Linked DNA regions of Rattus norvegicus: region 1 is linked to region 2. A link is a contact called in public HiChIP or PLAC-seq data. All regions are on one chromosome and are shown on one strand. The core of a region is the stretch at or near the end of the contact, and the rest is flanking DNA. Distances in the headings are between cores, read along the strand shown. Region 1 holds the start of Pdia3 (protein disulfide isomerase family A, member 3). Region 2 holds the start of Tubgcp4 (tubulin gamma complex component 4).

What was found. HiChIP or PLAC-seq counts read pairs in DNA pulled down with a chosen protein or histone mark.
Region 1: an H3K27ac HiChIP or PLAC-seq map of oligodendrocytes shows a contact between it and region 2, with 5 times the contacts expected there. The contact joins the promoter of Pdia3 here to the promoter of Tubgcp4 in region 2. A contact is called at or near these places in 1 of 12 Hi-C or Micro-C datasets (mammary epithelial cells) and 1 of 1 datasets of contacts at active chromatin or transcription factors (oligodendrocytes).

What each region holds. Positions count from the first base shown.
Region 1 is chr3:128,838,761-128,844,241 of GRCr8, reverse strand. Pdia3 (protein disulfide isomerase family A, member 3) reads right to left here and starts at 2,328. Exons shown (of 13, transcript NM_017319.2): 1 at 1,989-2,328. The coding sequence starts at 2,170. It overlaps Catsper2 (cation channel, sperm associated 2), which reads left to right and starts at 2,467. Exons shown (of 13, transcript NM_001012220.1): 1 at 2,467-2,816; 2 at 3,701-3,841; 3 at 5,429-5,481. The coding sequence starts at 3,703.
Region 2 is chr3:128,592,153-128,597,380 of GRCr8, reverse strand. Tubgcp4 (tubulin gamma complex component 4) reads right to left here and starts at 2,001. Exons shown (of 18, transcript NM_001399280.1): 1 at 1,725-2,001; 2 at 1-25. The coding sequence starts at 1,802. It overlaps Zscan29-ps1 (zinc finger and SCAN domain containing 29, pseudogene 1), which reads left to right and starts at 3,338. Exons shown (of 5, transcript XM_063284971.1): 1 at 3,338-3,462. The coding sequence starts at 3,387.

The DNA.
Region 1 (5,481 bases), core at 1,079-3,578, 250 kb before region 2:
AAGCCAAGTGCTCTTGACTGCTAAGCTGTCTTTTTAGTCCCTATTTAACTGCTAATTAGATTTCCCGATTGATGTGGTGGTACACACCTTTAGCCTCAGGACTCAGAGGAAGGGGATCAGGTCCAGGTCAGCCTGAGCTATACAGTGAGACCCTGTCTCAAAATTTTTCATTTGCTGTTGCTAACAGGGGATGGTACCGCTGTTATATGCAAGAGAAAAGAGTAAAAAAATAAAAAAATAAATAAATAAATAAATGTCCAGAGTTTGGTGTGGTGGCCTATAAGCTCAGCATTTGGGAGGCAGAGACTCAAGTGTGAGGAATTCAAGCCAGCCTGAGCTACTTAAGACAAGCAAACTAACAAAAAAACAAACAAACAAAAAAAAAACCAACAAAACCACAACTTTTAAAATAGACGAGTATGTAGAAATAAAGATTTTATCTTCTCAGCCAACTAAAAGCAGACACCACAGCAGAAATCCACCCAACTCTTGATCACACAATGTACGATGGGATATGTAGTCTTAAGGAAAGCAGGTACAACAATTTTTAGTAGACAAGTCTGAAGTCAGGTGCCTTGTGGCATTCAGAATAGAGGCAGCAAAAGGACTGTGAACTGAAGGCTAGCTCGACAGGCAATAGGAGACCCTATCTCAAAAGAGAAGAAAAGGAGCCAGAGCAAGAAGATCCTGAGTTTGAGGTCAGCCTAGACTATCCAGACTTGTTCCTTAAGAACTCCCGTGTGTGTGTGTGTGTGTGTGTGTGTGTGTGTGTGTGTGTGTGTATGTGTGTGTACACAGTTTTTTTTTTCAGTAATGGGGATTGGACACACTGGGCAAGAACTGAGCCCTATCCCAAAGACCTGACTAAAAACTCTAATTCTTCCATTGTGAGACCTCCTTTAGACAAAGAAGCTGGACACGAGTGACCACCCCTCAATTAACAGCATGATTATAGAACTGTGATAAATTCTAAGAAAAAACACGAATTCTAGAGACATATGTTATCTATAATGTGTAAATGTGACTGTCAACCACAGAAATGCCTAAACATAAAATATCCCAAACTGAAACACAATTTGTTTCCTGCCTCTTTAGGCAGTCTGCGCTTTTGAGTGTGACCATCTAGTCAGATAAGCTTGGGATGTAATGGCCCCGCTGGGTCAGAGGCAAAGATAAGTTACAGTGTAGCCATTACATGTCTTCCTGGTACCTTTGAACAGTTTTGAATAATCCTATTTGCTCTCCCTTCCCAAGCAAGTTTTTATCTGGGGGTCACACCTACTTTAAAGAACTTGTGCTTTTCTTAGGTTAAGCAGCCCAACAGAGGTTACTTTCTTATTGAGAATATTATTATTTTCTAGAATTATCTAAAGCTGACAATTACGATAGGTCCTAGTGAAATAATTCTTGTTCGTTTACCCTTATAAGAGGCCTCTGCAGCTTAATGTAAAATAGTGTAAGTCGTGGACCATTTATAAATAATGGCCTGTCTCAAGAAAGCACTTAAGATCTTTCTGCAGCCACTGAGTGACCTTGGTTAGAAACCAATGGCTCTGGGGTGGAGACAAAAAGAAAAAAAAATAGCTTGAGACCCAGAACCTCTACACTTAAGGACCTCTGCCTCCTTCCTATGCTTTGGGATGCTGCCTGGTCTGCAGACCAGGGGACGTTTACACTGACTCACGTAGATACTGAAAGATAGACTGGAGGGGGAGGGGATGGGAAAGCCCTCCACATAGGAAGTGCAGCAAGAACGCGGAGGTAAGGACGTGGCCCTACCCTGGAGTTTAGGCTTTTTGCTTTCCGGATCTGCCCTTGTCCCCACCCCACCCCACCCCCAGTGGAGCGACTCGGGGTTCCCCACCGACTGGCGAGGAGGCAGCCGCAGCCAGGCCTGTTAGATAGTGGAGGGCGCCCGCGCTGCGTAGGCCCAACCGCTCCCGCGCCCAGCCGGTCCTCCGGGCCATGACCCCACAAAGTGGCCTCACCATGGGGCGAAGAACTCGACTAGCATGAGCCCAGCTGAGCCCGTGTCGGAGACGCGACTCTCGAAGTTTTCGTCCGTCAGTTCCAACACGTCTGAGGCGGAGGCGAGGAGGGCGGAGGCGAGGAGGGCCGAGGCGAGCAGCAACGCCACGCCCGGGAGCAGCGCAAGGCAGCTGAAGCGCATGGCGGCGGGATGCGGCGGGGGCAATCGGAGGGCCGGGACCAGAGAACCGAGATGGGAGAGCCCGCAATCTGCAGCCGCTGCCTGCGCTCGCGCGTCTGGCCCGGGCAGACCTGCTGCCGAGGTCCCAACCCCCTAGGCCTGCTCGGGCCCGCAGTGTGGCAGCCGCCGATTGGCTGCGTCACGCTGCGTCGGGCGGGCGGAACCAGCTGGTAACTGCCGATTGGCGGGCGCGTGGGGCGAGGCGGGGCGGACGCTTAAGCGAACGCCCGCCGGTCAGGCTGTGGCGGTGGCCGTGACGGGGGTCGGCGGGAAGTGGGGGCTTAGCGAAGCCGGAGCGGCCCTGAGCTCCGCCCGCTGAGGAGGAGTGAAGCTCAGGGCGCCGGCGCGGAAGGCGGAGGGGTGAAGTCAGGGCTGAGTGGGCGGAAGTGCGCTGGAGCTGAAGTGAGGCCCCTGAGCCCTGAGCGGGCTGGAGGGGAGCTTGAGCTGTCCGCCTCCCTCCCTCCAGGGCTTTGGGGCGCGCACACTTTAGCACAAAGCGACACGTTTTCCAAATGTCAGGCTGTTGCTTTGTCCAATTATAGGGCGTAGTAAGCCTACATCCTGCTGCTGCCCTACCTCGTATCCTGCTTTGTCAGGTCCACGTGAGGTCTGTATTCTTTGTCCAGCCTTAGGCCTCCTGCCCTCCTTGCCTGCTGGTTTTTCACCGATTGTTGTTATTTGTTATTTGTTCGTTTGTTTGCGAGGGTGGGTAACAGAGGGTCGAACCTGAAACCTTGCACAATGCTGGGCAAGTGATCCAACACTGAATTATATCCCTAGTCCTCTTGACTTTTTGAGTCATGATCACACCAAGGTGTCCAGGCTGGTCTTGACTTCATTCTGTAATTCAGGCAGGTCTAGAACTTTGAATCCTCGGGCCTCAGCCTTCCAAGTGGCTGAGACTGATGTGCGCACTATGCACTATCAAGCACAGGCTCAGCTTTTACTTTTTTCTTTTTTTAGGGCAAGGACTGCCTGCCCTGAAACTTACTATATAGACCAGGCAAATGTGGAACTCAACAGAGATCCACCATCCTCTTGAGAATGAAATACCCGTCCACATCGCCAGCCTTTTAAACTGAATTTTCTTTGTTTTTTCAAGATAATTTCTCTGTGTAGCCCTGGCTGTCCTTGAGCTCGGAAATGTGCCTGCCTCTGCCTCCAGAGCGCTGGGATCCAGGACACCTGCCCAGCATTTAAACCTATTTTTCAAAAAAGAGTTTTTAATTGCAAACGCTGTCAGAAAGTGAAAGTAACCCGAATATTTAGTTGAGTGTGGGGATATCGATTAGGATTTTTCTTTTGTTTAGATGAAAAACAAAATCAACAAAAAACCCTTTGAGTCTTTCAATGTGTTTATTCTCAACTGCTCATAGCTTCTTTGTGTGGGCTCCTTAAATCTCTAAAAGGCAAGGAAAGTGGGGGAGGAGAGAGCACGCTAATAGTCAGCAACTCTAAAGCATGACATCCCTGGTTCTGTTTTCTTAACAGACATGGCACATGAACGAGGACATTTACAGCTGCCCAGAGCTGATGCTATCCGTTCAAAGCTCATTGACACTTTCTCGCTCATAGAGCATTTGCAGGGCTTGAGCCAAGCTGTACCAAGGCACACTCTCCGGGAGATACTTGGTTAGTAACCTTCATTCACAGGAAGCTAATATTCCTGTCCACATCCTCAAAAAAAAGTAGAGACGTACTTAAGGGTGGAGCCAGGAATGATGGTACATGACTGAATCAGGGATCACTTGGGCTTTAAATAATAAAGGCCAGCTTGGGTTACACAGCAAGATTCCAGTTCAGAAAACAAAATGGAAAAAAAAAAATAGGGCTGGCAAGATGACTTAAAGAGTAAAGGTGCCTGCTGTCAATACAGATGGCCAGAGTTTGATTCTCAGTACTGATTCCCAAAAGTTGTCCTCTGGCCTACACACACACACACACACACTCACACACACACAAAAATATATTAAAAAAAAAAAAAAAGAAGAAGAAAGGAAAGGGGCTGGAGAGATGGCTCAGTGGTTACCGGTTAAGAGCACTAACTGCTTTTCCAGAGGTCCTGAGTTCAAATACAAGAAACCACATGGTGGCTCACAATCATCTGTAGTGGGGTCTTGGCACCCTCTTCCTGCATACAGACATACATGTATGTTCATAATAAATAAATGAATCTTTAAAAAAAAAGAAACCAGGTGTGGGTGATGCTTGCCTACAATCCCCAGTACCTGGGAGGAGGAGGCATCAGGAATTCAAGGTCATCCTTGGTTGAAAATAATATGAGTTGTATGAGACCCTATCTCAAATAATGAGGCGAGAAATAGCTCAGTGAGTACAGGCACTTGCTCTGTCCACCTAAGTTCCATCTTCAGAACCCACATGGTACAAAAGGCAACATACCCTACAGTTGTGCTATGACGTACACACACACACACACACACACACACACACACATACACACACACACTAATAAGTGTTTCTAAGTACAAATAAAATTTAGGGATGAGAAGCTATACTACAGGTGATAAACTCAGGGCTTTATAAATAAAACTCTTAGAATATAGGACCTCTATCACTTCCTCTAAGCCCTGACTGACTCTGAAACATTTCCACCAAGGGTACTTAAAACTTGAAGGTTGGGGTTGGGGATTTAGCTTAGTGGTAGAGCGCTCGCCTAGCAAGTTCAAGGCCCTGGGTTCCATCCTCAGCTCCAAAAACAAAACAAAACAAAACAAAACAAACAAACAAATAAAACTTGAAGGTTTCTGGTAGTGGTAGCACAGGGGTTTAATGCAGTACTTAGAAGGCGATGGCCAGGGGGTCTCTGAGGTGGAGAGAGCCTGCTCTACATACCAGGCTCTAGAGCAGCTGGTGCTAAAACAAAATTAATACTTTGTACCTGTTGCTTTCATGAGCATGGTCAACGTTGGTTATAAACTACACATTTTCACCTCAAACTTAATAGAATTCTTAGTTGCTTTGAGAAAGAACACCTTATCAGGCAGAGTTCCTGATGAATGGAAGAGGGTCCGTTATTTCACCAACATCCCTATTCCAACTCTACTTGCCCGTCACCGTCCTCCAGCTGGTCTGTTATCTACTATCCTGTTTTGTGGGGGGAGGCTGGCGAGATGTGAAGGCAGTCTAGGTGTCGCCAGTACTGGTGGACTCAAGCTGAACAACAGGCATCTCCAATTACTTTCCCGGTTTTTGTTACAGATCCGGCTTGTCAGAAGAAACTCATGTTAGGAGATCAGGAGCAGCTAGTGCGC
Region 2 (5,228 bases), core at 752-3,251:
GAAGAAATGGAAAATCCTGGGAAACCTGCAAGAAGAGGGATAGTCATAAAGAAAGCTAACGCCTGTTAGTCACCAGCCGAGGTTCTCATGGGCTTAAAACACTTTACATTCTCTTTTCTATTCCCTTTCCCTCAGGTGCCCATGGTTTTACTTGGCTTTAACTTTCCTTGTTACTGGGTTGGTAATTCTGATTAACCAGGTACTGTAACACTATTACAAGGTACTGTTGCTCATCCAGATGTAACTGCCTGTTCTTAAAACAGGTAACTCAGAGTAAAGAATTCATACAATAGGGCTGGAAAGATGTTCTGGGTCACACAGTAGGAAACTCCTGCAAGCTGTCCTCTGACCTACACAGGAGGGTGGGGTGGGGGAGGAGAGGACAGAGAGACACACAGATAGGGACAGAGACCCCCTTGGCTTGTATCTTCGAATTATGTTTCGCTTGAAAGTTTAGGCAAGTTACATTATGACACCTCTCAATGTCTTGGTTTTCCTAAGTAAAAAGTGGAGGTAACGGTGATAATTAGATAATCTATATAAATGACAGGTGTTACTCACAGGTAAGTGTTCAATATGTGTGTGTGTCTTTTCTTACTAATGGCATTTCTACACAATTATCAAATCTGAACACTTGTTGTTGACAGAGTTCTAGAAAAGTTCTAGGTTTAAGATGAGTGAAATGGCTCCGAGGGTCAGGCATTTGCCACACAAACCTTAAGGCCTGAGTTCAATCCCTGAAACCTACATAAAGCTGGGAAAAGAGAAGTGACTCCACCAAGCTGACCTCTTCGTACACTCTGTGACAGGTATGCCCACACTCATGCGACATACACACATGCTCTAGTTTAAGCTTAATTACCTTGAAAAAAGTAAACTACACCTTGAAGTTACTGATGCCATTTTACACAACACACTTAGAGATCCACATCTGTAGTTGTCATTCTTTTCTTCTCTGGCTTTCTCTGCCCTCTGTTTCCTTCTTTTCTTTCTTTCCTTTTTGAGAGAGGGTTCCACACTGAAGCCCAGGCTGGCCTTGAATCACAGCAATAATCCTACCTCAGCTTCCCAAAGGCTCCAAACATTATGCCTGGCTCCAAGTCAGTGTATTAAACTCAATGTTGCCCATTTAATTTCAGCAAAATATTGGGTATCATGCTACATCTGGGCTTCTCACAGGGGTAGGGGGAGAGAAAGAGAAAACAAATCATCGTACATTCTTCTTATACTCTTCTAATCACAGGAAAACCCATTCAATGTTCCTCACCTGGTACAGAAATTTCCAAAGGAGAGAAACACCATATGCTTACAAATTCACTTTTTTCATCCAATAGAGTTTACTGAGTATTGTGTCTTGAGATCTTTGTATATATTCCCACTACTTTCAAATTTCAATTTGAGTCAATGAATGTACAGGAGTGCCCTATCCGCCGCCCCCCCTTTCCCCTCAAATGACAAACTATCATCGAATTCCACCTACATATTTAGGGATTCAGTTTAACAACAAATTTATATGCAGCGAAAAAAAAGTATAGTTCTATCCACTCCTAGTGGTTCCCTAGCAGGAATGGCGGGACCGCAAGGCCCCCCAAATCGGAGGGTTAGCCCTCGGTTTCTTCTCGCAGCGGGCGCCCGTCACTCGGAGTCCCCCGGGTCCCGCCCCTTCGTTGCGGCTCAGCTGCACCCTCCACACGGCCGCTCCTCGTCTCTAACCCGCTCCATACCTGCAGGCCACTCCGCTTGTTCCAGGTGAAAATGGACCCTGGGTACCCGCTCAGGGCCAAGAGCAGCTCGTGAATCATTTCTGGGGCGGCTCCGGAGTCCCTAGATCTACCACCTTCTCTTCCAGCGCCTCTGCGGGCGCCCGCTCACACGTAGCGTGAATCTTTTGCCCTGGATCCCCGCAGTCCACCGAGCGAGGACATTCCACAGAGCCGCGCGCACATCCGGGACGCTGCGCGCGGCTGAGGCGCCCACCCGTTTGCTCCCGCCGCGGAGCCGTGGTGAGGCGCCGGTAACATCGCGCATGCGTCCTGGGCGCTAGGAGAGGCCAGACTTCCGGCTCGAGAGCGGGACTGGGGATGTTAAGAGAGGCTGGCCCAAGGGAAGGGCGGCGAGTGAGTTGACAAGCTAGTTGAGAGAGACGCGGCCAGGGGTGGGCCGGAGAGAGTCCTCATGACGCCTTGGCAGGGTCTATGGCATTTTGACCGACTGCCGACGTCTCCCAGAGTGACCCGGCCAGAGGGAAGAAAACAAAGCCGGAACTTGGCAGCCGCCGCTGTGGAGCTGTGCTCGAAGCCCACGGACTCGCAGCACTGGCCAACACTGGCCAGCACCGGCCTTGTTCTCAGCAGACCCACGACTGCCGTCTCTCGGGCTTCCTCGCTTCACCAACTCCTGTAACTCTTCCCTAGTCCACCTCAATTTAGAAGCCTAAGTCAGCTTTCCCCATGTGTGACCTTTTCCATCTGTCGCTCCGGAACTCTTGCTGAGTTCTTACTTCGTTCAGGAGGAGCAAGCAAGAGACTCAGTGTTCAGCACTTGACTGTGGTTCCGGTTGGAAGTTTGTAGTTTGGCGTTCAAGGGGCGGGGCAGACACCAGGAGCTTCTGGAAGGACAGCGGTGGTTCTAGGGGAGGTTAGCCGGCACTCACTGGACAGAGGATTTTTGTTGTCTTCAGCTAAATGTTGACTTAGCTTTAGAGTCCGCCAGCGTCAGGCGTCCTGTGCGGTTCGAATTCACTATACAACTTTGATCTGGGGCACTATATACGATCAGATTTACGTGAGGTGTGAATGAAGCGGATAGATTTTTCTGTTCTCTGCAACTTCCTGGGGGATATTCTAGACATCACCTAGAAATGCAGTTTTTATAAGGTAATTTTTCTCCTTGCTCATTGATTTGCTGTCCTGAAATGGTACTGCCTCCGAAGGCCACTTGGAACACATGGAAAGTCAGGCCGGCTCTGGCAAGATTTTAAACATGTAAAGATACTCTTCTCTGATAGTGCCATTTCTCTCTACTCTAGGATAAAACTCCTTTTACAGAGAGACTCATCTGCAGGTGTTTCTCCAGGGGCATGGAAAGATAGTGTACTAAGTTCTGGAACCCAGACACTGAGGGGAGAAACTGCTTTCTGCTGTTAAGGATGGCCAAATCCACTCGGAGAGGAAAGGGCACTAACTCTGAAAGTTTGCGGCAGCGCTTCAGAAGATTCCATTACCAGGAGGTGGCTGGGCCCCGGGAAGCTTTCAGCCAACTGTGGGAACTTTGCTGTTGGTGGCTAAGGCCGGAGGTGCGGACCAAGGAGCAGATTGTAGAATTGTAGTGCTAGAGCAATTCCTGACTGTGCTACCTGGGGAAATCCAGAACTGGGTACAGAAGCAATGTCCAGAAAATGGAGAGGAGGCGGTGACACTGGTGGAAGATTTAGAAAGAGAGCCTGGAAGACTTGGACATTCAGTGAGGAGGAGGAGGAATTCAGAAGTGTGTGGTTGGGGAGAGGCAAGGATAGAGGGGCAGTTTAAGACGAGTCAGATGTAAAGAGGCTTGGTGATTTTTATACTTCTGATCTGGAAAGGGTTACTTTTTCAGGTAGGGCTTGCATGGAGACTCTGTTACAATAAGTCTTTCACTTCAGTTTCTAAAGAGAAAAAAATGGAAAAGTTTTTTTCCAACTGCTCTTTGGCTTTCTGTTTGATCTTTCTGCAGTCCCAGCCACTCTAAGCTAATGATAATGGGATAAACACTTGTCTGTCCTAACCTTCCCACCCTCCATTCTAGCATGGCTTCAGAGGATGGTCTCTTTGGGGATATTAAATAATCTCCCCTAGGAATGCCCCTTGTTATGACCATGACAACTAATGGGGAGGGGTATGTCTAGGTCACAGTGTCTGTGAAGGGGCAGGAAATGCACTTGGAGAAGATGACACCCCTGAAATCCTCACTGGAGTTACTAGATGTTCTGCAGGAGTCAGTGGAACCCCAGTCCAAGGGTGTATCCAAGAGAGAGAGGGCAAGAAGCCCAGCCCTGAGACTACAGGAGCAGATGAACCCGGAGGAGAATCTCAAACCTTTTCAAAGGATCAGTGAGAAGTAGCTGTGTATGGGAGATAGAGCCCTCTAAGTTGGAAGTAGGGTTGGGAGTAATGAGTGGGAAAGGGATTTCAGAGATAGTGGCACCTGCCAAATGTGACATTTTGGAAAGGCAGCTAGTTCAACCCTCTGGTAGAGTATTATATTTCTTCCTTTGATAGGTCTGCTTAGTTTTTATTACAGTCAGAATACTTTTATTTCTGGTGATTGATAGATGCTTATTTTCAAGACACACTCTTTTCTATGCTGAAGACACCTTTGTTCTAGTTTTTCTTTCTGTTATCTCCATTCTTTAGATCTATGTTCTTACTCTTTACATTGGAACCTTGAAGTTCTCTAAATACTTGATCATGGAGAAGGAAATTATATCTGTATTATTCCTGTGAGTGGTGTAAAGATGTAAGAATTTTACTTCAAAATGTTGCAACCCCCTGCAGTACAGCCCAGCATATGACTACAGAATGATCTTTGTCCACCTGGAAACTCCATGACTCTTAGCTTTCCTCAGTGCCTTTGGACCCAGTCATTTACTCATTTTGTAGAACTTGGTTTTCTTTGTGCTTTATTGAACTATATTTTATTATTATTTAAAACATATTGAGGGTGTTTTGAATTCTGATCTTATCATGCAATATGACCAGTAATAGCATTCTTGGTTAGTTTAATAATGGTCTTTAGTCATCCATTGGAAGTACTCAACCTTGATATAAGGACCTGCAGAATCAATCTTACTGGTGTGCTGCAGGGTGCATACACTGTGGTAAGAAAAGGTATCTGTCGGCCATCAAGCTGACTCAGCTGATAATGGTACTTTCTGCATAAGCCTGATGACCTGAGTAGAAGCAAGTCCATGAAGTTGTCCTTAACCTCCACATGCACTATGGAGCATGCACTCCCACATACATCATGCTTGCACAGTTTTGTTAAAGTACCTCTTATCAAAAAGCTTACAATATAATTTAAGAGCACCCAGTGAATTATGAATATGCACTGAACTTAACTATCTGAAAAAAGTGTTAAGGACTTGCTTGGTTTTAGGGGTTTGGCAGTGTGGCCATGAGATGAGGTTCTAGGGAATACCTTCCAAAGGCATGGGCAAGGAGGCTTCCCCAAGGATGGTTGAGTGCCAACAG